Regions from separate parts of the Mus musculus genome. Here all the other regions are linked to region 1. Evidence: chromatin contacts called from public HiChIP or PLAC-seq and promoter capture Hi-C data. All regions are on one chromosome and are shown on one strand. The core of a region is the stretch at or near the end of the contact, and the rest is flanking DNA. Distances in the headings are between cores, read along the strand shown.

Evidence for each region. Promoter capture Hi-C pulls out the DNA fragments that hold promoters and counts their contacts. HiChIP or PLAC-seq counts read pairs in DNA pulled down with a chosen protein or histone mark.
Region 2: a contact with region 1 is called in a promoter capture Hi-C map of hippocampal neurons, with 2.4 times the contacts expected there. The contact joins the enhancer-like site here to the promoter of Cdh4 in region 1. A contact is called at or near these places in 2 of 39 promoter capture datasets (embryonic stem cells and hippocampal neurons), 2 of 484 Hi-C or Micro-C datasets (embryonic stem cells and nephron progenitors) and 8 of 115 datasets of contacts at active chromatin or transcription factors (embryonic forebrain, embryonic hindbrain, embryonic midbrain and 5 more).
Region 3: a contact with region 1 is called in an H3K4me3 HiChIP or PLAC-seq map of neural progenitor cells, with 5 times the contacts expected there. The contact joins the enhancer-like site here to the promoter of Cdh4 in region 1. A contact is called at or near these places in 7 of 115 datasets of contacts at active chromatin or transcription factors (embryonic forebrain, embryonic hindbrain, forebrain and 3 more) and 2 of 9 other capture datasets (embryonic stem cells and liver).
Region 4: a contact with region 1 is called in an H3K4me3 HiChIP or PLAC-seq map of embryonic forebrain, with 4 times the contacts expected there. The contact joins the enhancer-like site here to the promoter of Cdh4 in region 1. A contact is called at or near these places in 1 of 39 promoter capture datasets (hippocampal neurons), 9 of 115 datasets of contacts at active chromatin or transcription factors (craniofacial prominence, embryonic basal ganglia, embryonic forebrain and 5 more) and 1 of 9 other capture datasets (embryonic stem cells).

What each region holds. Positions count from the first base shown.
Region 1 is chr2:179,439,363-179,445,875 of GRCm38.p6, forward strand. Cdh4 (cadherin 4) reads left to right here and starts at 3,069. Exons shown (of 16, transcript NM_009867.3): 1 at 3,069-3,316; 2 at 5,338-5,449. The coding sequence starts at 3,260.
Region 2 is chr2:179,821,042-179,827,554 of GRCm38.p6, forward strand. All of the region lies in intron 4 of Cdh4 (cadherin 4), which reads left to right. Among named protein-coding and RNA genes, the nearest start is that of Gm36066, 21 kb to the left of the region's middle. Within about 2 kb of position 4,125, at least 36 of the 459 cell types and tissues checked have an H3K27ac peak or open chromatin away from gene starts, as enhancers often do. A contact at or near this core is called in forebrain, hippocampal neurons and nephron progenitors, where this site is marked.
Region 3 is chr2:179,796,263-179,802,775 of GRCm38.p6, forward strand. It overlaps Cdh4 (cadherin 4), which reads left to right. Exons shown (of 16, transcript NM_009867.3): 4 at 1,196-1,366. It overlaps Gm36066 (a long non-coding RNA gene), which reads right to left. Exons shown (of 5, transcript XR_003953981.1): 2 at 3,662-3,888; 3 at 2,936-3,292; 4 at 1,672-1,723. Among named protein-coding and RNA genes, the nearest start is that of Gm36066, 4.1 kb to the right of the region's middle. Within about 2 kb of position 3,774, at least 25 of the 459 cell types and tissues checked have an H3K27ac peak or open chromatin away from gene starts, as enhancers often do. A contact at or near this core is called in neural progenitor cells, where this site is marked.
Region 4 is chr2:179,759,024-179,765,536 of GRCm38.p6, forward strand. All of the region lies in intron 2 of Cdh4 (cadherin 4), which reads left to right. Among named protein-coding and RNA genes, the nearest start is that of Gm36066, 41 kb to the right of the region's middle. Within about 2 kb of position 3,693, at least 16 of the 459 cell types and tissues checked have an H3K27ac peak or open chromatin away from gene starts, as enhancers often do. A contact at or near this core is called in embryonic forebrain, where this site is marked.

The sequences.
Region 1 (6,513 bases), core at 1,819-4,318:
ATTATGAGTCAAAGAGGAACTTAAGGAAAAGATAATAATATTGGCTCAACCCTATGATCCTCACAGTAAGGAGGCTGAGGCAGGAGGACTGCTGTCAGTTTGAAGCCAACTTGGGCCTTAAAATAAGAAAAGAAAGGAGGAGAGGAGGAGGGACGAAGGGAGGGAGGGAGGGAAGAAGGGAGGGAGGGAGGGGAGGAGGAGAGGAGGAGAGGAAGGAGGCTAGGGAAAAGGCAGTGTTGTTTGCTGCAGATGGAGCTTGGAGAATCTGTATTCTCACTAGGGCTCTGCATATTTCCTCCTGAGTAGAAGGATGACTTGAAGAGTGGCAGTGAGTGTATAAATGTGTGTGAGCATGTGAGTATGAGTGTAAGAGTTTGTGTGAGAGTGTGTGTATGAGTGTGTGAATGTGTGTGAGTGTATGAATGTGTGTGAGAGAGTATGTGAGTGTGTGAGTGTATGTCTGTGAGCGTGTGTGTGAGTATATATGAGTGTGTATGAATGTGTGTGAGTGTATGTGTCTGTGAGCATGTGAATGTGTGAGTGTGAGTGTAAGAGTGTGTGAGAGTGTGTGAGTGTGTATGAGTGTGTATGGATGTGTATAGATGTATGTGAGTGTATGAGTGTGTTTAAGTGTGTGTGAGAGTATATGAGTGTGTGAGCATGTGGCTGTGAGTGTATGATTGTGTAAGAGTGTGTGTGAATATATGTGAGCATGTGAGTGTATGTGTGTGTGAATGTATGTGAATATAAGTGTGAGTGTGTGTGAGAGAGAGTGTGTGAGTGAGGGGGGGGGTTTGTGTGTGTGTTATCCTATGGATTTTAGTAGGGAGTAGTGGGTGAGGGGCCCAAGAACCCATATTTTTAAACAAGCTCCCTTGGTCATGCTGGCCAGACTATAAGAAACAGGCTAGGACAGTCCCTGGAAAGAGCCGCTTTGTATTTGCCTGTCTCAGCACGCCCTCTCTGCTTCACTCAGAACAAGCCTGACAAAGCAATGCTCTCTGCTGGACTCGCATGGGTTACTGCAACGTTTCTGAGCCATGCTCTTAGAAACGTGGATTCCTGTAAGAAGCCTAAGTCAACGACTTGAATAAGTAAGTTTGGGGAATGCTGCCCGTGCATGGGCCCTGGGGTCTGTGTGCTAATGCTGGGAGCCCGTTCTTAATAAGTGAACCTTAAACTTCCCTCTGCCGGCTGTATAAAGGGAACCTTGTGAGTGCACACCTGGGGCAGATTAAATTACACAACCCTTCTATACTCACAGTAGGGCTGGTTAATGCTAGGATAGTAAGCTCTATCAGGAAGTCACAGTGCTTGTCTGGAGGGCCAAAACTCTCAGATAGATAACTGTAGGCAAGGGTGAGGTGTGCTGAGGAGGCACCTGCTTCCTCAGATCCATGGCTTGTCCCTCAAGTTGACATGGCTGTCTTCTCAGAACCTAAGCTGGAGAGAGGAGGGGCTCTTTCAGGTGACTTACTGTTGCCTTAGGTCTGGGCTAAGAACACAGAGTGGCCCCCACGGAGGCATCTCAATACAAGAAGAGCGAAGGAGCTGATGTGGGCAGGATGAAGTATGTTCAGGAGGGAGGCATCTCCTTAAGGGACATGTGCCCTAGAAGCAGAACAGAACTCTCCAAAAGGATTTGCTGCCATCTCCCCCTGACTGTACAGTGTGTCTGAATCTACAGGGTAGCTGTCTCCTCCAGGTCTCCATATTCCTTCTCACCTCCCCAGTAAGCTCACCGACTCGCCAAGCTGTACTCAAGTCTTGCTTTGGTCTGGGTACCTCTCTATCAAGAGTGAATGTTTCTTTGTCTCCCCAGGGAAGGACATAGAAGAGTCTGAAGACTGCCCAGCCAGCCATGCTAAGTTAGTAGCCTCTCTCATTCCTTAGCAGGCCAATACTGGGACAGTCTGTGGCATAGGGCCAGGTTGGCACAGGCTTGGTGTTCAGATACTTGGTGGTCCAAGCTAAACCCAGTCTCATACCTCTGGACAGAGCCCACTATGCACCCTGGGTTACCCTGATTTCCCATGGCTCGAGTACTAGTCAGGAGACCTAGGGTGTCATCCACCATAGTGGGGGGAGGGGGGGCAAGGAAGAAAAGGTCTCTCTGTCCAAGTTAACTATGACCTTGGGGCAACTTAATTCACTCTTCTCAAACCAGAACTATTGTATTCTGGACACAGATTTTCTCAGAAGAGAGACAAAGAACATTTGAAAAACATCTGAGCAGACACTCCACTTTTCTGTACATTGCTTAGCCAAGGGAGGGATGGGGAAGCCTTCACTCACAGTCCAAGCTGCCCTTATTTTTCCGCGAGAGCGATACGATGCTTAAAGAAATGCCTGCAGTCAGGGTTGGAAATTGCCCATGCGAAGCAAATGGAGCTGGCCTGCCCAGGGAGCTGACGTGCCTGACAGCTCTGCCCGCTGGAGTCCCTTCCTTCCTTCCGCGGCCTCTGATTTCTTCCTTGCCTATACAGAAGACCTAACTACATTTTGGCACACACAGAGGAATGGGTAGGAATCCTCCCAAACCTTGGAGGATAGCCAGAGCCAGGCCCACACTATAAGGGGTCAGCCGAGCCAGCCCAGCTGGAGAGTGACCCCTCCCCTCTCCCTCTCTTCCGATCCCTGAGCTGTTCAGAGGGCTGGAGGCCATCACAAAGGCCTGTGTCCGGAGACTTAGATGACACAGGGATGAAGGAAGTGTCCACTCTTCACTGTGGGCTCTGAAAAGAAGTTGACCTAACATCACGGTGTGATCACAAGCAGGGGTCCCACAATCTACAAAGGACATCTAACTTGCTGGGCAGAGACTACACAGTCTTCTTTGGTTCACACCGTCTTTGCTCCTAGAAACCCAGTCTCCCTGGCTTCGTCTGCTCATACAGGCCTCTAGTTGTCCCACGGGACTGAGGCCGCCCTGCCAGCGAGCAACCAGGCCAAGCGGCTGAGCGAGTGGGCGCGGGAGCGGCTCCTTTAAGGCCCGCGTCAGGCCCGGCCGGAGGGGCGGGGCCTCGGCGAGGCCGCCGCTCAGCTTCACCTGCAGTTCCGAGCGCGCGGAACAGAGGCGCGGGCGGCTGCGAGGCCGGCGGACGCACCGGCCGGAGGGAGCGCGCCGCCGGCCCACTTGGCCTGGCTCCCGGAGCCCGGGCGGCAAGTGCGGGGAAAAGCAGGGCGGGCGCGGGCGGAGCATCGCCGCGGCGAGGGAAGCCGGGCACCGGGCGAGCGCCGGGGCGGCGCGGCGGGGACGATGACCACAGGCTCTGTGCTGCCGCTGCTGCTGCTCGGGCTCTCGGGCGCGCTCCGGGTAAGTTGCCGCCTCTCCGATCGCAGGCGATCTGGGAACCCGTGGGGCTAGCTGGTGTCTCCCGGTCTTCTCAAACCGCCGCCCGCGCTGCGCGAAGCCGCTCGCTATCGGAGCGAGGAGCCGCGGAGCTGAGCGGGCGGGACCCTAGGTGCCATCTCGTTGCCCGATCTGCGCTCCGGGGCCGCCCTCCGTAGTGTAGTACTCGCCTCCGCCGCCCGGCAGTCGCGCATCCCGAGTTCCAGCCGCGCGCCGGGTCGGGTCGGCTGCGCGGGGCGCTCTCCCGGGTCCCGTGGGTGCCGCGGAGCTCGGCTGCAGTGGGAGGCGGAGGCGACTAAGGGGCGCGGGTTGTAGCCGCGGGGTCTAGCAGGTCCTCCCGACTTAGAGAGGGATCGGGAGGAGGGCGCAGCGGGAGCGCGAGGCACTGAGCCCGGGGACTGGAGCTGGACACACTCGCTGTTTCCGCACAGTCTCTGCGCGGTCTCCAGCCGGCTCCCTCGGTTAACTCCAGCTCGCTGCGGGTCTTCGGAACGGCTCAGCGGCAGCTCCCGCAGCGACCCTGGGCGGAGACCGAGTGGCCTGAACCCCCTCTCGTGGCCGATCGGTCCGGTGGCCTGCTCGCTGCCACGCCGAGGTATTCTCTGCGATGAACCAGGGTTGGCGACCGGCTGCTCCGAGGCCACCGGACCATCGCCTTGCGCGGGGAACACGCCCCGGGGGGACAGAAACTTTCCCGGCCGACTTTTGTCTCCCGCGGGCTGCAAGAGCATTTCAGAGCTGCGATCCCCAAGAACCAGATGTCATTCTGAGCTTGGCCGGGGGAAGATCCCCGACCCAGCCCTCCCTTTCCTAGCCTCCGGGGCCGGGTACTCGAGCCCGAGCTACAGGCTGCAGGCTGCGGGTGGCCTCCCAGCGGAACCCGGGCGGAGCTGTTGCGCGCAGCTGGAGGACTCGGCCGGCAGGGAGGCGCGTTCCGCTCTGGCGGCCCGCGAAGCTGAGACTGCAGGGTGCTGGCTGCGCCCCCGGCTCCCGGAGCTTGCTCACCAGGGATCCGGAGCCTGGTGCGCCTTCTTCTCCTTAGCGGAGTGGATTAGTGGGGACACATGCTATCTCCCTTGGTTCCTGGCAGCTTGGGTGGAACCCCTTGCCCATTGCCTTCCTTTCTCTAAAGATGCAGACTCCAGAGGAACAGAAAACCCTTCTGGTCTGTTAGAGGCTTCTGGTCTTTTCTGCTCTCCTGACGAGGCTTTAAATGGGGGCTTCAGAGTGAGCAAGAGTCCAGGACCTTGTGTGGGTGAACTTCACACACACACACACGCACACGCACACACACACACACACACGCACACGCACACGCACGCACGCACACACACACACACACACACACACACACACACACACACACACGAGGACCTTGCCTCCTTGCAGCCTAGTGGCAGAACTGGTCACTATCCGCTCAGCTTGGAAACAGCCCTGGAATCACTGAATTTGCCAGCTCCCTTTCTTGGAACTCCACCCCTGTGGCCTGCAGAGGGAGGCTTCCTCCTCACCTAGCCTAAAGGCAGAGCTCTGCAGCCTGGAGAGATGGTTCTTAGCAGAGCTCCCTCTCTCTCCACGGGCCTGGCTTTGCCTGTGGATGGGTGAACGACTGGTGATACCTTCTCCTCCTGCTGCTGCTGCTGCTGCTGCTGCTGCTGCTGCTTGCCCACTTCTGGGAACCTCTCTGCCTTTTCCCCCTGCCATTCGCCAATACGGCCCCTTTGGTACCTGGTCTAGGCATCAGCTAACCCTGTGCTTCCCATAAAAGTAGGTTCGGCTTTCCAGTTCGGGGAAACTCCTCCAAACCTGGGCCAATACAACCTGAAGTCCCCCAGAGAGCAGAGGATCACCACCCCACCTCTGGGTGGGGATGGTGCTTTACCTGCGCTCGTGGGCAGAGGCTTGTGAGGTGGCCATGACAAATGTAGGTTGGATTACATTGCTGTGAACTTAGGTTGGCTTAACAGTCTCCTTTCCATCCCCAGGCCCACCGTGAGGATCTTACAGTCAGAGAGGCCTGTAAGGCTGGCTTCTCCGAAGAAGGCTACACTGCGTTGATCTCCCCGAATGTCCTGGAAGGAGAGAAACTACTCAAAGGTAGTGTGGGGTGTTTGAGGGGTGGAGGGATGAAGTGGAAGGCTTGGCTGGCCTTGGAACACTGCTCTCTGCGGAGAGATGGCTGTGAAATCGATGCGGTTCCGGTGGGCCGTCTTTGCGTGTGCTGAATGATTCGGGAGGCCTGCCTGTCATTTTGGACTGAGGTGAATCATTTCCTGTACGACAAATGAGAATTTGGGTGGAACGCTGTCACCCAATGCTGTGCAGGGAGACTTCCTTTCTAAGTATTTTTATGTATGAGATGCAGGACTCTTAAATTATCCCCACTTCGAAATGCGTGACAAAGCAGACGATGTTGTTGGGAGCTCGGTAAATAAGCCCACAGACGTTCTGCTCACAAATGTGGCATGTGGCTTTCACGACTGCCCCTCCAGTGACAGAAAAACCCACGGGGAACGGTATCCATGAGCTTCTGGAATGGCGGTGTGCAGGGGGCAGAAGGAACTAGATGGCTGGAAAACTCATTGCAAGCCTATCTGTTTTCCTTTTCCAGACAAACTGATTAAGCTCTTTTTGGTTTCATAGGGCAGGAGATAAGAAGCTGGGTTCTAGGGGTTTACAGTCTAAGAGCTCTGGCTCGTGACCTCTAGTTTCCTAGAAGTTTGAACTGTTTTCATGGAGACAGGGAAGTGGGCTTTCAAACAGGTATAAAAGGTGAATTTCCATATTGGCTCTGAAGTCCTAAGGCTATTGACTACCCTCCCCACCCCAAGAAGGTTTATGTTCTAAGAAACAGAGCAGCTGTCTATGAACAGGTGTGCACAGGTGTGTGGAAGCTCTTCTCTGCACACTGAATGCAGGGTCTAGGCACATCTAACCTGCAACGGTGGTCTGCCTGGCTCAAGAGTGCCTGTGAATTCACTTTGATATAAAATCCTAGACTTGAACCATTGTGAGGTTCGTTCTTTCTTTCTTTCTTTCTTTCTTTCTTTCTTTCTTTCTTTCTTTCTTTCTTTCTTTCTTTCATGTGTGTCTGTGTTGGCCTGGTTGTATGGTTCTCAGGTATAAACATCACAGACAACATCACATTGCAATGCCAGGTT
Region 2 (6,513 bases), core at 2,875-5,374, 380 kb after region 1:
CAGGGGAAGCAAGCCAGTCAGCAGCACCCTCCATGGCCTCTGCATCAGCTCCTGCCTCCAGGTCCCTGCCCTGCGTGAGTTCCTGTCCTGACTTCCTTTGATGAAGGACTGTGATGTAGAAGCTAAGGCAGAATGAACCCTTTCCTGCAGAGTTTATTTGGTCATGGCATCTCATCACAGCAAGAGTAACTCCAACTAAGACATCCTCTTATGGTGCAGAAACCCCAATCCTGTGGCAAGAACCCCACCCACACCGCTCCTGGGCTCTAGAAAGCACCATGAATCTTTCCTGCAAAGGCAGCTGTATGACTCCTGCTGGAATTTCCAGTCCGTCAGTGGAGGATCCCCAGCCTGTTCTGCAGCAGTACAGTGTTAAATAAGATGAAGAAAACTGGCTGGAGGAAGCCGATTTAATGGTGTTCATGGTTTATGTGGCAGGCTGCTGCGGTGGTGGTGGTGGTAGTGGATGTAGAGTAGGAAGAACTTTCAGTGAGTGGCTGTGGCCTCTCTTCCGACACAGATGCCATGATTCCAGTGCTGCACACAGCCATGAAACACAATAGCAGGCCCCAAGGGGGTCACTGCCTTGCAGGTCACAGGCCGTGGGCCGTACATCTTGCAACCAGGCAGTGTTTGTTCGGGCTCAGTAAGAGCTCCCGTGACACTCTCCAGCCTCCACCAAACTGTTCCTTTGAGCAATGGGAGCTGCTGACCCAGCCTTGACCACATTTGTCCCAGGGAAGCTCCAAAAAGGAAGACAGCAAAAGGCAGCCTGGCTCTTGGGTCCCCAGAGGATAAGCTGAGCTCTGAACACCCCCCCCCATGAACTCCCCTGAGCAGGAGGACCTGCTGCACTGAGTGTTCAGGGCAGAGGCAGGAACCAGAGGGTGGAAGATTGAGTTCTAGCCCTGGGCCATGATGAGGGGGCTCTGGCAGGATTTAAATTAAGTGGGAATCTGGGTCTTCTGATTTTAAATGACTGAAGTTTTTAATCCAAGATTATCAAATGCAAAATATGCCCCAGCCAGAAAGGAAAGGCTCTGTCTCTGAGAGTCAGAACCTTATCTGCTCCCATTATCCCTGCTGCCTGGTGATCTGCGATACCCACCACACTTATTAAACCTCCACTTTTCTCCCTATACAAAAGGATGTTAAGTGAGCAATTTAACCTGGCCTTGGCACAGAGGAGCTTAGAGTCACTTAAACTTGGGGGAGCTCACACAGGGAAGTCTCCAGGTGGTCCCTAGTGCTCGCTCCTGCAGCCAGGTCTGCTGAAGCAAATGTTGCGTGAAATGGAAGCACCGTTGAGTGTATGACCTGAGCATCTACCCTTGAGGAGTGGAAAACACAGGAAGAGAGACTTTCTTCTCTAATCTAGAGCTACCCCTCACCTTATTTACCTTCATCTTGTACCTTGTAGTGTTTTCCCTGGTGTGCACAGGGGAGAGAGCTAGCGAGAGATTAGAAAGCTTTCTTGCTTGCTCTTAGATATTCTAAATAGAGGTGATTCCAGAGGCCAAGTTCAGCTGAAATGCTTAGGCATAGAGCAATGGAAAATGCTATTTTCCACTTGCTTAAACATCAAATTTATTTTCTTTTATGGTAGGAAATGTTAATTCTTATAATAGCAGCACCGCGTGCTTACAAACTGATGCCTACAAACACAGAAAATCACCTCGATTTAAACGAGGGCTTCTTTCAACATCAAGACTGTCTGACCCACTGGCCTCTTAGGGAGAAGGCTACGGATGCAGAAGAGGTCTGGTGACGTCTGCGGAGTTTCAGAGCAGGGATTACAGGAAGGAGTCCCAGCAGATCTCTTGGCAGACCCTCCTCAGGATGCCCTGGGCCAGGGCACTGGATACTCCCACAGGCTGCCTTGAGTAAAGGGTGTCCTCTGTTGCCACCACACAGGGGGAGTCTCAAAGTCACCGGTTATTTGCAGCTCTGTTCTTTCCCCAGGGTGTTCTTTTCCACTCTGCTTCCCAGGTAGCAGGAGATTGCAGTGAAACCAGATGCAGAAGAGGCCCAACAGGTGCACAGAGCCCAGAGACTAGAGCACAGCTGCCCCTCAGTGGGAGCACTGTTTGAGTTCTTATGCATGTGTGTGCATGTGTGTGTGCACACTCATGTATGTGTAAGGTTTATACACATGTATGTGTACAGGCATGCTTGCCTATGTAGGCATGAGTGGAGGCTGGAAGCTGATGTTAGGGGTCAGGATATTTTCCTCAATTACTTCTTCATAATATTTTCTTTAATTGTTTAATTTGTTGATTTTGTATGTGTAGTGTATGTTGTGGGCACACATGTTCCATGTGTGAAGGTGGGCATTACTTGTGGGAGTCAGTCTTCCCTTCTACTATTTGAGTCTCCAAGCCATCTTGTCAGCCCTGACCCACTGAGCCTGTAACTGGCCATTCCAGCTACACTAGCTGGTCCTAAGCCTGGGATCTGCCTGTCCCTGTCACTGGGTTACAGGTGCAGGCTGCCACACTCAGCTTTTAAGTGGGCACCAGAGGTCTGAACTGAGGTCCTTGTGCGTGTTTGGAAAACACTTTACCCACTGAGCCATCTCCCGTGCTGCGATCCACCATGTCTATGCATAGGCTCCTCCCAACCCTCCTCCACACACAAAGCCTGAGATGCGCCACGTTCCGGCTTCCCATCATGTCCAGGCTGCTTCCTCAGGGCTTTGCTTATCAGACCCTGCTGGTCTCTCCCTCCCATGCTCACTTTCTCCTGTTCTGACGCTGTGTGCCTGACATCTAAGATGCATCCACGCGCCCCTGAGTCCACTGAGTAGTCACTCTCTGACAGTGTATGTAGCACACACACCTGGCTGGACACCTGACCAGTGCTGCCTACTCTCAGCTGCACACAGTGTGAATGCTAGGACGGGGAAGTGGGTTAGAAGGTGGATGTTAGAGAGCTGTGGCTGCCCCAACAATCTCCCTGCTTGTCATAGGAGCTGGTGAGGACATGCTGAGCCCTCCATTACCAGAACTTCAGTGACCACTGTAACCCAGGCATTCACAGCTTACAGCGCATGGCCACATGGAGAGGCTGCTGTCCTTCTGCCCCAGCAGTCTGAGGACAGCCTTCCAGGTCCAAATTCTACAAAGCAGGAAATTGCTATGTGGGTCCTTCATGGGCTTAGGCCTGAGCCTTGGGACTAGAACAAAAGGAAGGAGCATGCAAGTGTTCCCCACCCCCACCCCACTCCGACCCCACGCCTGCACAGCTCCATCCCTGACAGGAGACCTCTAATGATTCAACTCAGCAGTGTACTCATCTGCCTGTTATTCTTCCAGCCTGGCCCCGTGAGGCTGCTAAAGATGGCCACGGTGCTGCACTCGGATGTCCCCTAACACCTGTGTCCAGTGAACGCTCCTGTCTTTCCAGTCACACAGCTTCGTCCTTCCCTGAGGTCTGCATCTTGCACTTGCCCTTACCTGGAAGGGTTCTGCCCACATCTGCTAGACCCTCTGGTGTAGCATCTGTACCAGGCAGGGAGGGGTCCAGGTTAGCAGGCACAAAGGACCACAAGAGGCCTAGAAACTACGCCTTCAGGAAAAAGATTCGGACTGACAGTGAATAAGCTCTACAGCCCAGGTTTCAGGTGTGTTTGTGGCCCATCACTCATGCCTCCCAGGGAACGTTTCGAATGCATTTGCATGCTGTAGCCTCCCTTGGTTCTGTGATTTATCATGTCTCCCCCAAATACATCATTAAGATGATCATATGCATTTAGGAAGGCGGCCAGGCTGAAGCCCAGCACTCCCTTCACAGTGCCAGCCCCCAGCGCTGTTTTGCTGTGATTTAGTGCCGTGTGCATCCGTGGGGAGAAAGCATCACTTTAAGAACCACGTGGGGTTCCCTCCCTCCGCTGCTGATTCGTATAATTTATATGAAGGCTCTGAGCCCCCCACCGAGCCGGGATGACTCGTGATACACATAATTACAAACCCTTCTTCCAGCATCGTGTGCTACGTGAAGACATTTTGAAAAGAGCTATTTTGGTTATGTTGATGAAATGCATAATCTCTGGGGAGCCGGCCAGGTAGCCGTTAGCCTGTGGCTCGCAGTATCCACCCAACCAATGGGAGCTGTGAAAGGACATGGGTGGGCGGGGCCAACAATTTTGACTGACTTTGAACAGGGTGGAGACCAGCGTTTGGAGTAAGGTATGCTACAGCCTTCAGAAAAAGACTTTGAATCAGGCCCCTGCCTCCTCCACTGACTAATAAACTGTCCCGGGGACAGCTTGAGATGGCCAGGATATGAAGGAAGGGCCCTCCTCTCCTAGGATCATGTTCTGTTTGGGGAAGTTAGTCACCTATGGGAGGAAGTCTGTAATAATCCTTAAAAATTCCACAGTGTTTGTGAGTCTGGGGATACGGCTCAGGGGGCAGTTCTCACCCAGCATGCCTGATCTTCGGTGTCACATCAAGTCAGGCGTGGTGGCACATGCCTGTAATTCCAGCACTCGGGAAGTAAAAAGGAGAAGATCTAAAGTTCAAAGTTACCCTCGTCTACTTGAGACCCGTCTGGGCTACATGAGACTCTGACTCAAAAAAAACAGTGGGGGCAGAGGAGACGACTCAGTGGTTAAGAGCACCAGCTGTTACTCAGCTCTTCCGAGGTTCAATCCCAGCATCCACACAGTGACTTGGAGCCGGCTGTAATTCCAGTTCCAGGGAATCTGATGCCCTCTTCTGATATCCATGGGCACCCGGCAAACACATGGAACATATTCATGCATAAAAGCAAAACATCCTTGCATATAAGATAAAAAAATTAAATATTAATTAAAAATAAAACCTTTTTTGTATCCCAGGCTCATCTGAACATATTCTCCAGTTTTAGGATGGGGGGACGGGGTGTACGAAGAGCAGTGGCAAACAGAGAAAAAGATGACGCAGTGCAGGTTGGTCCATTCCCCTCACCAGCCCCCACTCCCTGCTGTGTCCAGGGGCAGCCTTGGCAGGTGTCTATGCCAGGACAGGCTATGGGGAACAGGTTCAATCCCATAGATGAGACAGGCACAGGAAGCAAATGTCATTTCTGCTCCTTGACCCTGAGGTTTGACCCTCCCTGCGCTTCAGGTCTGTTCAGGATAATGAGGTGACCTTGCTATGTAGGGAAGGGAAGCCCACAATTGTAACATACCCTCTCAACACCATCTTTAGGGCTCTCCGTGCCCACACTCTGACACTATCCTCACTAAACTTAAACACCCAGCCCCAGGAAGCATTGTCCGGCTTTCTGACCCCAACAGGGGCCTCGAACAATGGAATCCACCATGCCCTTCCATGTCTCAGGCTCATTCGCAGGAAGCAGGTATCTGTTTTCTTCTGTCCTCAGACACCATCAGCCCATGGCTGAGGCCATATCTGTCAGTGTCTTTCTGTGTCTCAGCTCACTGAGCGACTCTAGTGTCTACATTCTGGCTGTTCTGAATGACACCATTGCGATGTACCTGTGTGTAGCCTCTTATAGCTAAGTGCAGGGCTGGGGAGATGGCTTGGTCAGGAATGTGCTTGCTAAGCTACCATGAGGACCTGAGTCCAGATCCGTACCACCCAGGTAAAACCTGCCAAGCACTGCATTTCATCCTTGTAATCCCAGAGCTCGAGACTGGAGACGGGTAGATCCCTGGTGCTCTCTGGGCAGCCAGCCTAAACTAATCACCAAATTCCATGTCTTATTGAGAGATCTTGTCTCAAAAAAAATAAGGTGAGACTCCCCCAAGAAATGACAGGTTGACCTCTGGCTTCCATGTGTACACACACACATGCAGCACATACACACAGACAGTGCATCTGGGCACATGTGGGTTGTGACTGTCAGCTTGGACAGTGTAAAACCAGGTCAGGAATGGCTGAGAGGGTTGTTTAAAATTATGATGTAAGAGTGCGTAGGGCATGCCCCCGCCCACAGTAAGCGCTCACTGTGGAGACAAAATGGGGTTGATGCTGACATGGTGCTGATGTGGGACTGGGGCTGAGCTGGGGGGGGAGTGCTGAGCTGGAGGGGGACTGACTTGGGACAGGGAGTGAACTGAAAGGGGACTGACTCGGGGTTGGGGCTGACCTGGGGCAGGGGCTGACCGGGGCAGGAGCAGATATGGGCTCCATTGTGGACTGATGCTAATACAGGGCACGTACTGGGCTGGGATAGCCTGGCCTGGGTGGAGTTTGGCCACTGTAGCATCCACTACAGTAATAGATGAAACCATGCTGTAGGGATCAGTTTGTAACACAGTAAACAACAGCTCTCTTGAGTTCTCAGAGCCCTGTCCCGCCCCAACCCTGCGCCTGCGTACACTGCTGTGCTTTACCTGGTAAAGTCCTCTTCACTGAGCTAAGCTTGAGTTCACCTAAGAGATGCTGGCAAAATGCTGGCCCCTGTGCAGATGAGGAAGACATGAACTCAACGACACATGATGTCCTTAGAGCGAGAAGATGGCCTACTGGTGGCTGCTTTTCAATATGTAATATTCCTTAGGTT
Region 3 (6,513 bases), core at 2,524-5,023, 360 kb after region 1:
AGAGAGAGAGAAATTGGGGGGAACAAGGAGAAAGTCAGAGATCAGTGTGGGGTCCCTTGCTTAGCATTCATAAGGCCTGGAGTTGTGCCTAATGCTGAAAAAAAAAATCCCTTCCTCCAGAGTAGGTACCTGGGACAGGTGAGCCTGGCATCTGGCGTTCATGAACTTTGCAGTGGGTACACATGTCTGAAAACCAGTAATGTCCTTTACCCCAAAACTCACTAGACAGAGACGCCCCACACACACACCTGAGCTGGCCTGGGGCTAAGGAACGAGTGTTTCTAACAAGGCCCTTGGTGTATAGGCACAGGAGTGGTGCCAGCCTGGAACTCAAGCCCTGTCCTCTCCCAGCACGTTTAAAAGACAGTCAGGGCCAGGGAGACAAACCTCGGTGTTCACCTCCTTCACAGAAATGTGCAGCATCTCCACCCCACTGCACACCCCAGGTGAACTCAGGCAATGGGAATGCCACTCCACAAGGTTCAGGGCCCCAGAAGTGAGAGCCAGTACTTGGGAGACTGAGGCAAGGGCCTTGTAGGTTCAACTGAGTTCCAAGCCAGATGGGGCTACAATATATAAAGGTGTCTGTCCACAGGGCTGACTCCAAGGCTGTCTGTCTACATAGCCAACTCTAAGTCTGTCTGTCCACAGGAACAGTGCTAAGCCAGAGGAGGAATTCTGACTGTCATGACTTCACCCAGGCCCAGAGCTCAGCAAAGGGATCCTGCAATGCCACAGAGTCACTACAGGAAACACATCACTTGTCTCTTAACCCACTCAGAGCTCAATCTGCTACACAAAACCTATACCATACCTCAGTCACCCCACAACTAACAAATGTCTCAGTCCGTGTTGGGAATGAGTATGCCTCATTTGGTCAGATTGACAAGTTAAAGGGTATATTGCTCCAATTCACATTTTTGATTCATGGAAGATGTAGCAAGCTGTGAATGCTCAGCACCTATTGGGGTATGAACAATCTATGTATGCTCTCTTCTTGTTATAAAAGAAATTATTAGTTTGCCAAAACTCTTTATATAGGGGCTAGTTTCCCTTTGTAAGTTTTCTTTTGAATCATGTTGCTTAGCCCAAAGCCATGGGTTCCATGCTCAACACCAGTAGGGTGAACACAGAACCTCCTAACAGATGTCTTTGTACAAAACCTAACCTGGCTTCTCTGACTCTTCTCTCTCAGAAAGGGCAGACAGTGGCCCTAGACCCCTCTCAGCCGCCAAATGACACACTGCTGCCATGGCCTCAACATCAGAGCTCTGGTGGGCTGAGGAGACAGAAGCGTGACTGGGTCATCCCACCCATCAACGTTCCCGAGAACTCCCGTGGACCCTTCCCTCAGCAGCTTGTCAGGGTAAGTGGGCCTCGGCTGTTCTTAAGGCTGGTCTGGAGATGTCTCTTCTGGGCACTCCAGAGCCAGGGCAGGTTCAAGGTGTGGGAGGCACCGTTGTAAAGAGACAGGAAATCACAGATCCAAGGTGATGCTCTTCCACCAGGCTGACAGGCCCTCTCTGGTTACAGCGACTCCTCCGGGGATTATTTGCGTACCGCTGTCCTGTCTGTGGAAGCCTGTGTGATTTCCAGTTGTGCCCTCTTTGGCTTCTGACACCTGTCTGTGATCTGATTGTCTGTGTTTTTCCATGTGGGGCACTTACACACCTGTAACAATGGTCACCATGATGAAACTCCAGGACATGATCATGGAAAATCCCTATGGAAATAAGGATTTTGAGGTGTTACAAGGGTCATGGGTGGCCAGAGTATGCAGAAGGAGACATTCTCATGGTTTCGTGTGTTGTCTGTTCCTTTCCTAGCAGACCAGGGTGTGTATTTAGTGTGCCGGTATCACCATAGTCTCCAGCATCTTGTATCTCTATCATGATCCCCAGCGGGTTTCCTAATCTATCCAAGAGTGACAGGGGCTTTACAGCAGAAACTCTGGTTCATGCAGCACACACCCAGGGAAACTCGGTGGCAATGTCCCCGGCTCAGTGCACACTCTCACCACATGAGGCTTTTCTGAGTGTACACACCCCCTGGAACTGCCCTGCGAGTCAGCGTCAGAGCCTAGAGGTAGCTGTGGAGGATGGAAACTCCACTGTGGGGCCTCAGCTCCCACAGTGCTGTACACAAGCCTCAGCCCTCCCCAGACAGCGGCTGCCTCTGGTGATCACTTCTGCTCTCATGGCTGGAGGGTTTTCTCCAAGTCTTTCACCAATTTGTTTGGAAGGCGTTACATCCAGCCATGACTGCAACATTGCATTGTGTGTCATGTGGAAGGTAGCTATAAACATGAACGTGAACATGGCACCTGCCCAGAACATCTACCCGAGCCTCCCGTGAGCCTAGGGGAGGCCATGGGAACAGCAGAGTGTCTGAGAGATTCACCAGAATGCTATAGACTCTCCTGAGCCTCATCAGGTGGAAAGGAAAATGGTTTGGGATGGCACGGGTGTGTGTGTGTGTGTGTGGGGGGGGGGGTCTGTGTCACTCAGCTCAGCCATTCTTCCTCAGAGCTGGCTCATTTTTCTGAGATAGGCCAGTTTCAAAATCTCAAAGGCTCTCTGGCACACAGGTGTGAACTGAGTGGGCCCAGGCAGCATGTGGCTGCGGCAGGGGGAGGGGAGGGGGTTATTCTTGTAAATAAGTTGCAAGCAGAACATTAATTGACAGCTGCCAATCAGATTCGTCCCCAGCCTCCAGGAAGGTCTGTTCTAAGTCACTCTCCTAGTCAGTAAGTGACAAGTGTTGAGGGCTCTGGTCTGCTTGCATACCAAAGGTGTGTTCCAGGATGGGGACAGAGCTCAGAAACACTGCAGTTTCCCTAAGCCCTCTGTCTCTGTCCTACTACCTACAGACAGGGAAAGCATAACAAGACTATAGGAGGCCTTTGTGGGCAGAGCTGCCCCCCAGAAAGTGCTACCTTTAGGCCACTGGGGTTGGGGAGGAACAGTGGTGATTGATGCTGTCTGCTGTCCTCTGCTGGGCCTGGAGTCAAGACGCTTGGAATGCCTGACCCACATGAATGTGTCAGTGGTCCGGGATGGCCACTTTCTCCCAAACAGCAGAGGCCTGGATCCACTGTCAACTGGAGACCTCTCTGAGCTCACGGCATGTCAGAAGGAGCGGTCTGTGCATGGCCTTCCTTTAGGGATGGCTGCATAGCACAGGCTACTGGTCTCTTAAACATGGCGAAGTCTGTCTGGAGACAACAGGAGGCAGCAGGAGCTACAAGCCAGGCAGCACCAGCTCGTGAGGCTGGGAATCTGAGTGTCTAGACCTGGGAGGAGAGTAAAGGAACCACGTTTGGATTGTGTACATAGCAGGCTACCTCATATATACACCCCACCCCATACATGCATGCATGCATACCTGCATACATGAACACATAGCAACCCACTTCACATATGCACACATGCACATATACATAAACTTAATTAATGCATACATTCCCACTTCCTACACAACACACACATACATATATATATATATGTAAACAAGCACACCTTATACATACATAATGTATGGCCCCTACACACCAGCCATTTCAGACACATGCATACACAAGCCCACCTTGTACACATATATGTGCACGCCAGCCCACTCCATGCACACACACACACTACATCATTCCCACAGCTGCACCCACACCATGTTTCTGTTCCTGACTCTCGCAGAGCGCAGACAGTTACTCCGCGTGTACTCTGGTGTTTCATCGGCCGGAAGCCCCTGAGTTTCCTGTCGGTGTTCCAGGGCAGTGCTCCAAGAGCCCACACCAGAGCATGAATGCAGCTTGATGGGCGGGCAGCGGAGCTGGCACACGCAGAGGTTCAGCTGGGATTAGCTGCAGTTCCGTGCTCATTAAGGCATTTCATTCTGATAAAATATGTTAAATGAGAACGTGGGTGGAAGCAGAGGCAGAGTGTTCTTCCCAAACCCCAGTTAATTGCAGGCTTTTTCCTTGGAAGGAATAGTGTGTCTCTTCATAAGTGCTCACTCTACCCAACAGGGGACAGATCGCTGTGTGGACAGGAAAGCCTGGCAAGAACAGCTAGGAGGTTGAGCCATGCAGGTGCACAGTATGAGATGATCCACATGAGCTGAGTCGCACCAGTCCATGATGAAGCATGGGCTGAGCCACACGGGTCTGTGGCGAAGCACTGTGAGGCCACGGGGGGAGTGTGACTCTCGCCAACTGGACCGCTGGGCTGTGCAGGCTGATAGCAAAGTATGGCATGATCTCCCTGGTTGCACCTGCGGAGCTGGCCCGCAGTCTCTCTTCCATGCACAGGAGTGGCCGTGGTCCTGAGGAAAAATTACCCATAAGTCCCAGCCATCTTTGCTTCTCAGATGGGGGATGTGTGGATTAGCAAAGTGCACTCAGACGCCTATGTAGATGGCTGGGTTCCTAGTTTGGCATCGTTGAAAGAAAGTGGCTCTTTAGGAAACGGAAGGCAGGGAGAGGCACTCAAGAGGTGGCATTTGAAGGCCACAGTGTACAGGTGACACCAGCATCGTCCATACCACACTAGGGTATCAGTGAACAATTTCTAGCATACTGCACTTTGTGCCACCATTGGCACAAATCACAGAGCCTATTGGACAGAGACCTCCGAAATCAGGAACCAAAATAAGCCTCTCTTTATAGGTCAGTTATCTCAGGTGACATCACAGCAATGCAGGGCCTCTGAGCCACCCTGGAAAGCTCCCAGAGGGACAGTGAAAAACGTTGGACACGACCCCTAGCCTAGAATCCCAGCACTGGCTTAGAGAGCGTGGGGCACCCCTTTCCCTTTTGGAGATTTGGCAGGGAAGCAGAGAGCTCTCCCTTCCATGGCAGTCCAGAAACACAGGCCCTCAGCCTCTGCTTGTCCCTCCCAATTGGACTCCAGGTCTCCAGCAGTGCTGACAGCTTCTAACAGGATGTCAGCATGAGCTTTAAAAGCCACTCGCCACTTTGACGTGCTCATGAAGTTTGACTGCTGGCAAGATTCAGGGGAGGATAAAACAGGACTTGTAGCAAGAGGTCTGTTCCACAGCTGAATCTAATAAAAATTCAGAATTTGTTAACTGGGGAGGTTGTCCGTGGCGGCGGCACAAATTGACTGGAGACAGGAGGAGGAAACGCAGTGTTCTTGGGGGACAAGTCATTTAATTTTGGAAACTGATATTTGAGAAGACAAGAAGCCATGCAAACGGGCCCCTGCTAGAAAGTGAGCCCTGGAAATAGATACAGACAAGACTGGGGGAAGCTGTCACAAAACCACTCCATACAGGGACAGCGTCCTGCAGAAGGTGGCACAGGCAGTGTCTCAGCAGAGAGATCATAAGTAGCACTGGTGGGAGTCTTCAGAGGTCACCTGATCTGACGCTGATGGCCACAATAGCTTGACCAGGTAGAAGCCAAGTGTTTGCTTCTCTATTTTCACGTTTGTAACGTGCAGGTATGTGGGCACATGTGCGTAGGCGCATATGCCCACGTGCCAATTTAGGAATAAAAAAGCAGGAAGGGACCTAGAAAGAAAGCTCAATGGTCAACACCATGAGTCAATGGCTTGCAGAGGATTCAGTTCCCAGCACCCACACGGAGGCTCACAATCTTCTGTAACTCCAGTTCTGTGGGATTGGATGCCCTCTCCTGATCTCTGCAGGCTCCTGTACACAAGGGCTACACATAAACTCACACGGGCAAACACAAGGATAGATATAAGTAGGTAGGTAGATAGACAGATAGATGATGGGTAGATGGGTAGATAGATGGATGATTGATAGATGATAGATAGTAGGTAGGTAGATAGATGATGGGTAGATGGGTAAATAGATGGATGATTGCTAGATGATAGATAGTAGGTAGGAAGATAGACAGGTGATAGGTAGATGGATAGATAGATGGATGATTGCTAGATGATAGATAGTAAGTAGATAAATAGGTACGTAGATAGATAGAGATAGATAGATAGATAATAAGTTGGTAGATACAGGATAGGTAGATAGATAGACAGACAGACATTTTGTTTTGTAAAGGCAGAAAAAAAAAGCATGGAAGGCCTGTAGTGGGAGATAATGCTCGTACAAGCATGAGCAAAGCACACAGATTCTCTAATGGAAAGGGGATCCAAAGATGGTGCCTGAATTTGTTTGTCAGAGAGGAAAGTTTTGCATGATTAGGGATGCAGCAAGTTCCCCTTTCTGCTCAAAATTGACTGTTTTGTGCTACTGCAGGGGATTGGGTAATCTAGACAAAGAAAGGGAAACCTGGTTCTCACCACAGTAGGTCTGAAATCCCACCAAATAGTTCCCTCCAGCAGGAAAAAGCCACCAAGTCTTTGTCTTGGACAAGCAGAAGGAGCAGGAAGTAGCCATCTTAAATAGGGCAGTCTTCTTCCTGTCTGCGTCTGACTCCTCCTCCCTCAGTACCTTTTGCAATTCCACTGTTCTCAGGAAACTTGTCTTAGAACTAAGGCCTCAGCTCTAAGCCCCAGACATAGTGGGTATCAGGTG
Region 4 (6,513 bases), core at 2,443-4,942, 320 kb after region 1:
AATACCCCAGTTGTGTCAAGATTCCCTAGATGTGATGTGAGGAATAGCAGCCTCTTGAAAATGTCGCATTGCTTCCATGTGTGCCTGCAACTTCTTTAGACGGGCACTGGGTACGCTGCCCACATTTGCATTCAAGGTTGACATTACTGCTCCTCCCTCTTGGCAGAGCAACCACACATACTCACACACACATACACATAGATACACACACACACACATACTCATAGATACACACACAATACACACACAGACATACACACACTCACACACACATACCCACACATACACTTGCATACACACCTACACCTGTACATACTCACACGCATACACATGCATATGCATACACACATATGCACATACATAAACACACACATACACATACACTCACATGCACATACACATAGACACACACACACATATATACACACACACACACATACACACAGTCACACACACATACAGCCCTCTTCTGAGTCCTTGTCAACCAAGGGAAGCAGAGAGGAGAGCATATGGGCTCTAGGGGAGTGCCCCTCCCCTGCTCCTGAGCTGGGACTCATAGAAGGTGCTTCCTGCTCTAGGACTCCCACTTCCTTAGCTGCAAGGAGCAGTCAATATATATGTCTCACAGAGCTCCTGGGAACACCTCCTGGTGGACAACAAACAGCCCACACTAGAACCAGCACCCACCCCACACAGGATGTGCAGAGCCTCCACCCAGAATGAGACTAGCTGCCCCAGGGAAGCCATAAGATAGCCAGCAGCCAGCCTCATGGAGCTAGGAGTGGGCCAAGCATCAACCTGGAAACTCTCCTCCTCAGCAACAAAGGATCTAAGCTTGAGGATAATTCTAGAAACATCTCTCATTCTTCCCTCACCAGAGCCTATGACAACTTCTCCAAACTCACAGCACTCGATCTTCCCCCTGCCGCTCTGAGACTTTGTCCTGGCTGCTCAGGATGGCACAGGGACATGAGTGACAGACATCTGGCAGAGCCGTGCACTCAGCATTTAGGGAGCATGCCACATGCTTGTGCCGAAAGCCTCTTCTGCCCTTTAGGCATATTCCCAACCTATAGCATGTAGTTGGAGGTACTGTGGTTGGAAGGGACCCTAAGAAACCACTACCTCCTGCCTCCAAGGATGGGACCTCCACTTTTATACACGCCTGGGAATGGAGGCCAGCCTGGTCAGTGCCCAAGTCCTGAGGATCTTTCAAGCTCCTGGACACCGTGGTCCCTATCCAGCACCCCCTAGACCCTACATCCACCCCTGCTGAAGATGGAGAAGTCCCTCACTCACTCAATACCCCACTTGCCAGAGGTAGGCCCTCCCAGCCAGTATCTGGGCCTCTGCCTTCCTGGAAGATGTTACTTGCTCCTATTATGAAGGTAGAGAGAGTCCATTCTAGGAGATACTTCAGTCTGTGCTCCCAGGAGCATGGCAGGCTTCCCTTGAACCCCCAGTCCTGACAGGTGTGAAGGGATCACAGGCATGAGGATGGGGGTGGGGGTATACTTCTGCCCCTGTAATAGCCATGCCTTAGCAGCTCCTCTGGGTCATACACGTGGTGCAGATGCCGTCATTAGCAAGGCCCACTGCTAGGTCTGGACCTTGAGGCACAGCCTCTGCCCCGTGTAACCTCCACTGCTTAGAATCTGCCTCCGCGTCTCTCTCAGGATGCTCCTTACTGCCCTGGGTCCACGTCTCTCTCAGGATGCTCCTTACTGCCCTGGGTCAGTGGTCAGCCCCAGGAGATCACTGAGATCGGAGTAGAGTGCCTAGCATATCCCATCCCGACCCTGCCCCATCCTCTTCTGTGGGTGAGCCAGATGTTACTCCTGGAGTTCCAAGCATGCTGAGGCCAGGAAGAGGCAAGTATAGTGAAAATGAAGTGGGTGTAACAAGGGCTCAGCCTGTCCTGAAATGCCCCGAGAGGTTGGTACACAGGAGGCCTGCCTAGCAGGGCTGCTCTATAAACCTGGGAACTACTTCTCACTAAATTGGTAGTGGTTGGTGGATTTGATACATTATTGCAATACCTGCTTTGAATAGAAATAACATTGTGCTGTCAAACCATCAGCTCAGTGGGGAATCTAGGCTCCTAGGTGATTCAGTAGGGCAGCAGCTGGCACTGTGTTTGAATGTAACATGTTCTAGTAAGATGGGGGTCTCTGCAACATGGACACTTATGGCCTGGCTGCAGGTCACAGGAGGGGACCTAGACAGTGTCCGACTATAGGGGGTTGTGGTCCTGTGGGGATTGGGGCAGCAAGGCTTTAGTGAGGGAAGAGCCCCCCCTAAGCTGACTGAGGAGTCTATATGGAAGCTGGCCTGTGTGGAAACGCCTTAAACAGAGACGACTCAGGTTAGTTCCCCTTCCCTCCTCAAGGCATCACAGCTTCTCAAAGCATTGCTAGAGATCTGTGCAGAGCCCCCTCCCAACCTGCTGCAGAGGGTCTCCCAGAGCCCAGCCTCACCTCACCCAACCCCCCAGCTCTGGCAATTACACATAATTCCCAGCAGTGCGTGTCATGATGGGATGGGTGATCAGATGCAGCAGCACTGTCCCTGGACCTCAGTGAGACCGAGACCCTCTCAGGAAAGACACAAGAGCTGAGTGCTCCCCTGATAATACCCTAGGGCCCCAGGAGGGAGAGGAAGGAGGAGGCCTGCTGGCCCCTTCCCACTGCGCCTCTCTCTGCCTTGTCCAGCCTTCATGCTTATCCATCTTCCATTCCTCCCTGGCCCACAGCACAGCCCACAGGGGTTGGCCAGCTCTAGGACCGACAGGGGCCTCCCAGTGGGAGAATGCAGGAGCTTGACAGAGCAGGAAAAGAGAAACCCTCCCAGCGCAGAATGCCAGGCTCTCACTCCGAGCTGGAGACACGGCTTTCTCAGCTCCAAATTCCTGGCCCTCTACAGGTCAGGGATTTACCTGATCCAGATCAAGCTGACCTTGAAGGCTCTCCTGACAGCCAGTATCAGCTTTCCATGATAGCCCACAGCCTTGGGAGGAGACCTTGGCTATTCCCATGGGGACTCTCGAGCTATGGGCTGCCTACTCTCCAGTGGGGCACCCTTTACTGCCATCCCTCCTCTGAGAATCTGTCCCTCTTCCCTGGGTCAGGCTGCTCCTGGGTCCGGACCTGACCTAGGTGTGTGGGGTACGTTTGTTCCCGAAATGATGAAGCCTGATGGTAGCACATGTGGATTCACAGGAAGGTGGCAGTGCTGGCACCCTGGGGCATTCTGCCTCACAGCTTTTCTCCCTGCAGCACCGAGTGCACATTTTCAACCTGGCCCAGACTCCATCCCAACACACTTTGTACTCTCTCCTACCTCCTACAAGGTTGGGATGAAGCCCTCCTCCCCAACCTGGACTCCCTTGACTAAGTCTGAAACTACTCCCCATCATATTCCCATCCTGCAGACAGGAGAGCCTGGGGGTGGAGAGCAGGCCCAATTATTCTAATCCTGAAAGCTTCAATGGAAACATTGTATCCCTTCTGGCCCAAGTCCTTCCAGCCAAGCTCAGCCTCCAGCCCCTTCCCCTACAACACCATAGCCGGAGGTGTTCCAGTATTTTTACATCGGTACCAATGAGTAATGAAAGTTATACAAAGGCTGCTCCCCAGCAGATGGGCTGGACGGCCAAGCTGAGCCTGGTTCTGCCTGCTTCCCTGCAGGCGGCAGGCTCCACTGGCAGGCAGACAGCCTCCACCTGGCACATGGCAAGCTCAGAGTCAGAGCTCAGAGAATGGGAGGAGACGCAAGGCTAAGTTAACAGACCACGGCACCCAGAAGGCTTGCCAGCCACTCCAGAGCCCTGCTGTCCAAAAACACTGTCAGGAATGGGCCATCACCTCCCCGTTTTATACCCACAAAGTGCAGAGGAGTGTGGTGCTAGTATCTTAAGAAGGGCAGTACTTCCACAGCAGCTCACTGCTTGCCACCTTTGGGAAGCCTGGAGTATCGGGTGGAGTCAGAGGCAGGGGGGTCCTTATTTTTTTCCCCCACAGATGGCACAAGCTAATTATCCTCATTTGCAGAGCACCTTACACCTCTGTAGACTTTTTCAGAATGTTGGAAAACAGATGATTGTGTCTGGTTTTGTAGCCGTATGCGGACTTTTTCATTAGCAGGATAAGGCTGGACCATCTGTGCTTCCATGTGAAGTTTGCCGCCAGCCACACATTAGAAACTTTGAGACAAAAGCTGAGGAGGACGGTTCTAGCTGGCCATAAGCAGCCAGCTCCTAACTCCCCAGATGCTCGCCAGGGTCCTGGGATTCAGAGTTGACAATGGGTGGATCCAAACCCATGGAGAGCTAGAAAGCTCAGCTGGTGGGTCTGAGGTCCCTCAGAGCTCTCCCTGGTTAGCCCTGACTGGATGGTTTCCCAGTCCAAGTTCGTGCTAGCCACTTAGGACTTCCCAGGGGAAAAAAAAAATCAATAACCAGAAATCCCTGTAGTAAAAACTCATAACTAGTCAAAATACTGGGCATAGGTAATTAACTGTGTGTCCAGCTGGGGACGCAACATCCATATCAGCCTGCCCCACCCAAGGCTCAGGGACATGGAGGATGAGGGGTCAGAGGCTGGGGAGGGGCACTGTGACATGCTGTCATCTGACACATGTAAATACTGTACTCATGAACTCACACATACTGTGGTCACCTGCACAGCATCAAACTGGCCAAAATTCCAACATGGATGGCAGAGGGGCCCCCAAGGTCCACCTTTGGCAAAGCAGATGTTGGAAGTTGACATCTGTTGAGGGAGGGACAGTCACTCGCCTTTGGGAATGTACTCAAAACACATTGTATAAATGTATGACATTTTCAAATAATTAAATTGTAAATATGTTTAGGTTCCTTTGCTGTGTGTCCTCCAATAAGTTAGCTGCTGTCTCTGAGCCTGGTGTCCTAGACTGACAGGCACACCAAGTTCCCAGTCCTATAACTGACATGATGGTGAATGATCATAGAAGGTGAGTCCTATCTGGAAAACTCCATGAAGTACATGGAATGGGAGCCTCCACCTGCCTGGCTTCAAGGTCAGCCTCCTGGGCATAGCCCTCTTGGGGAGCTCCCAGTCTGTGCCCCATAGCCCACTCTAGCATGACTTCCCAGGGTTAGGGCAATGAAGTTAGACTCTGTCCAGCAAAGGAGAGCTCCAGTGCACATTAAGATATCACGGCCCATCAGAGCCTGGAACATCACTCGGTCAGTGGCCAGGGACCACTTGCCACCTTGCAGTCACCTGCCTGCAGAGCAGAGGTAGAAAGGGAAATATGGATGCTATGAGTGTGGAAGGATGTAACTCAGATGTAACAAAGAGCTTCCCTATGGGGTCTGGACACCCAGTTGTTTACTCTGAACCTATGTGGAGCAATGCCCGAGCAGTATCACCTAGCCCTGAGCTATGCTCCTCTCCTTGGACAGTTGGTCCTACCATATCCAGAATTCTGCAGCACCTCATGGAGTGGAGGCACAGCTGGGGTCATCACACTGGGCGAGAGAGAGAGAGAGAGAGAGAGAGAGAGAGAGAGAGAGAGAGAGAGAGAGAGAGAAAGCATCTCAGCTGTACCTGACTAGTATAGAGCCTGCAGGGCCAGCACTCTGGCCTGGTGCCCTGTGTACATCTGCCAGGGAATGGTGCTCCCCACACAGGACCAGAGCGCCATCTGCCCACAGAATAGTGCTCCTCACACAGGACCACCTGATCACAGAATGGTGCTCACCATACAGGACCACCTGCCCATAGAATGATACTCCCCACACAGGACCACCTGCCCACAGAATGGTGCTCCCCACACAGAACCACCTGCCCACAGAATGGTGCTCCCCACACAGGACCACCTGCCCACAGAATGGTGCTCCCCACACAGGACCAGAGGGCCATCTACCCACAGAATAGTGCTCCCCACACAGGACCAGAGGGCCATCTACCCACAGAATAGTGCTCCCCACATAGGACCACCTGATCACAGAATGGTGCTCCCCACATAGGACCACCTGATCACAGAATGGTGCTCCCCACAATAAGCCTCCCTACTTCAACAACAAAGATAATCCCATGCTCATAGGCCAGTCTGTCCTGAACAATCCCTCAGAAGAGACTCCCTTCTCATACAACACTAGACCGTAATCACAGTCTGTTCTCACCAGGCCCCAGTTCCCATAACTTGGAGGCTTTTTATATATGGATAAATGCTTAGGCCATAAGCTTGGGCTTGTTCCCTGACAAGCTTGTAACTGATAGAACCAGTTTATTCTATTCTGTATTTGCCATGAGGTTACCTCTCCTCCATTTCATATATTGGTCTCTTCCAAGTCCAGGCTGAACTCTTCCCACTTCTGACTCTTTCCCGGAATATATTCTCTCTCTCTCTCTCTCTCTCTCTCTCTCTCTCTCTCTCTCTCTCTCTCTGTGTGTGTGTGTGTGTGTGTGTGTGTACTCACATGCACACATGTAGTGGCAAGTGTGGACAGTATGACATTTATAAAGGAGA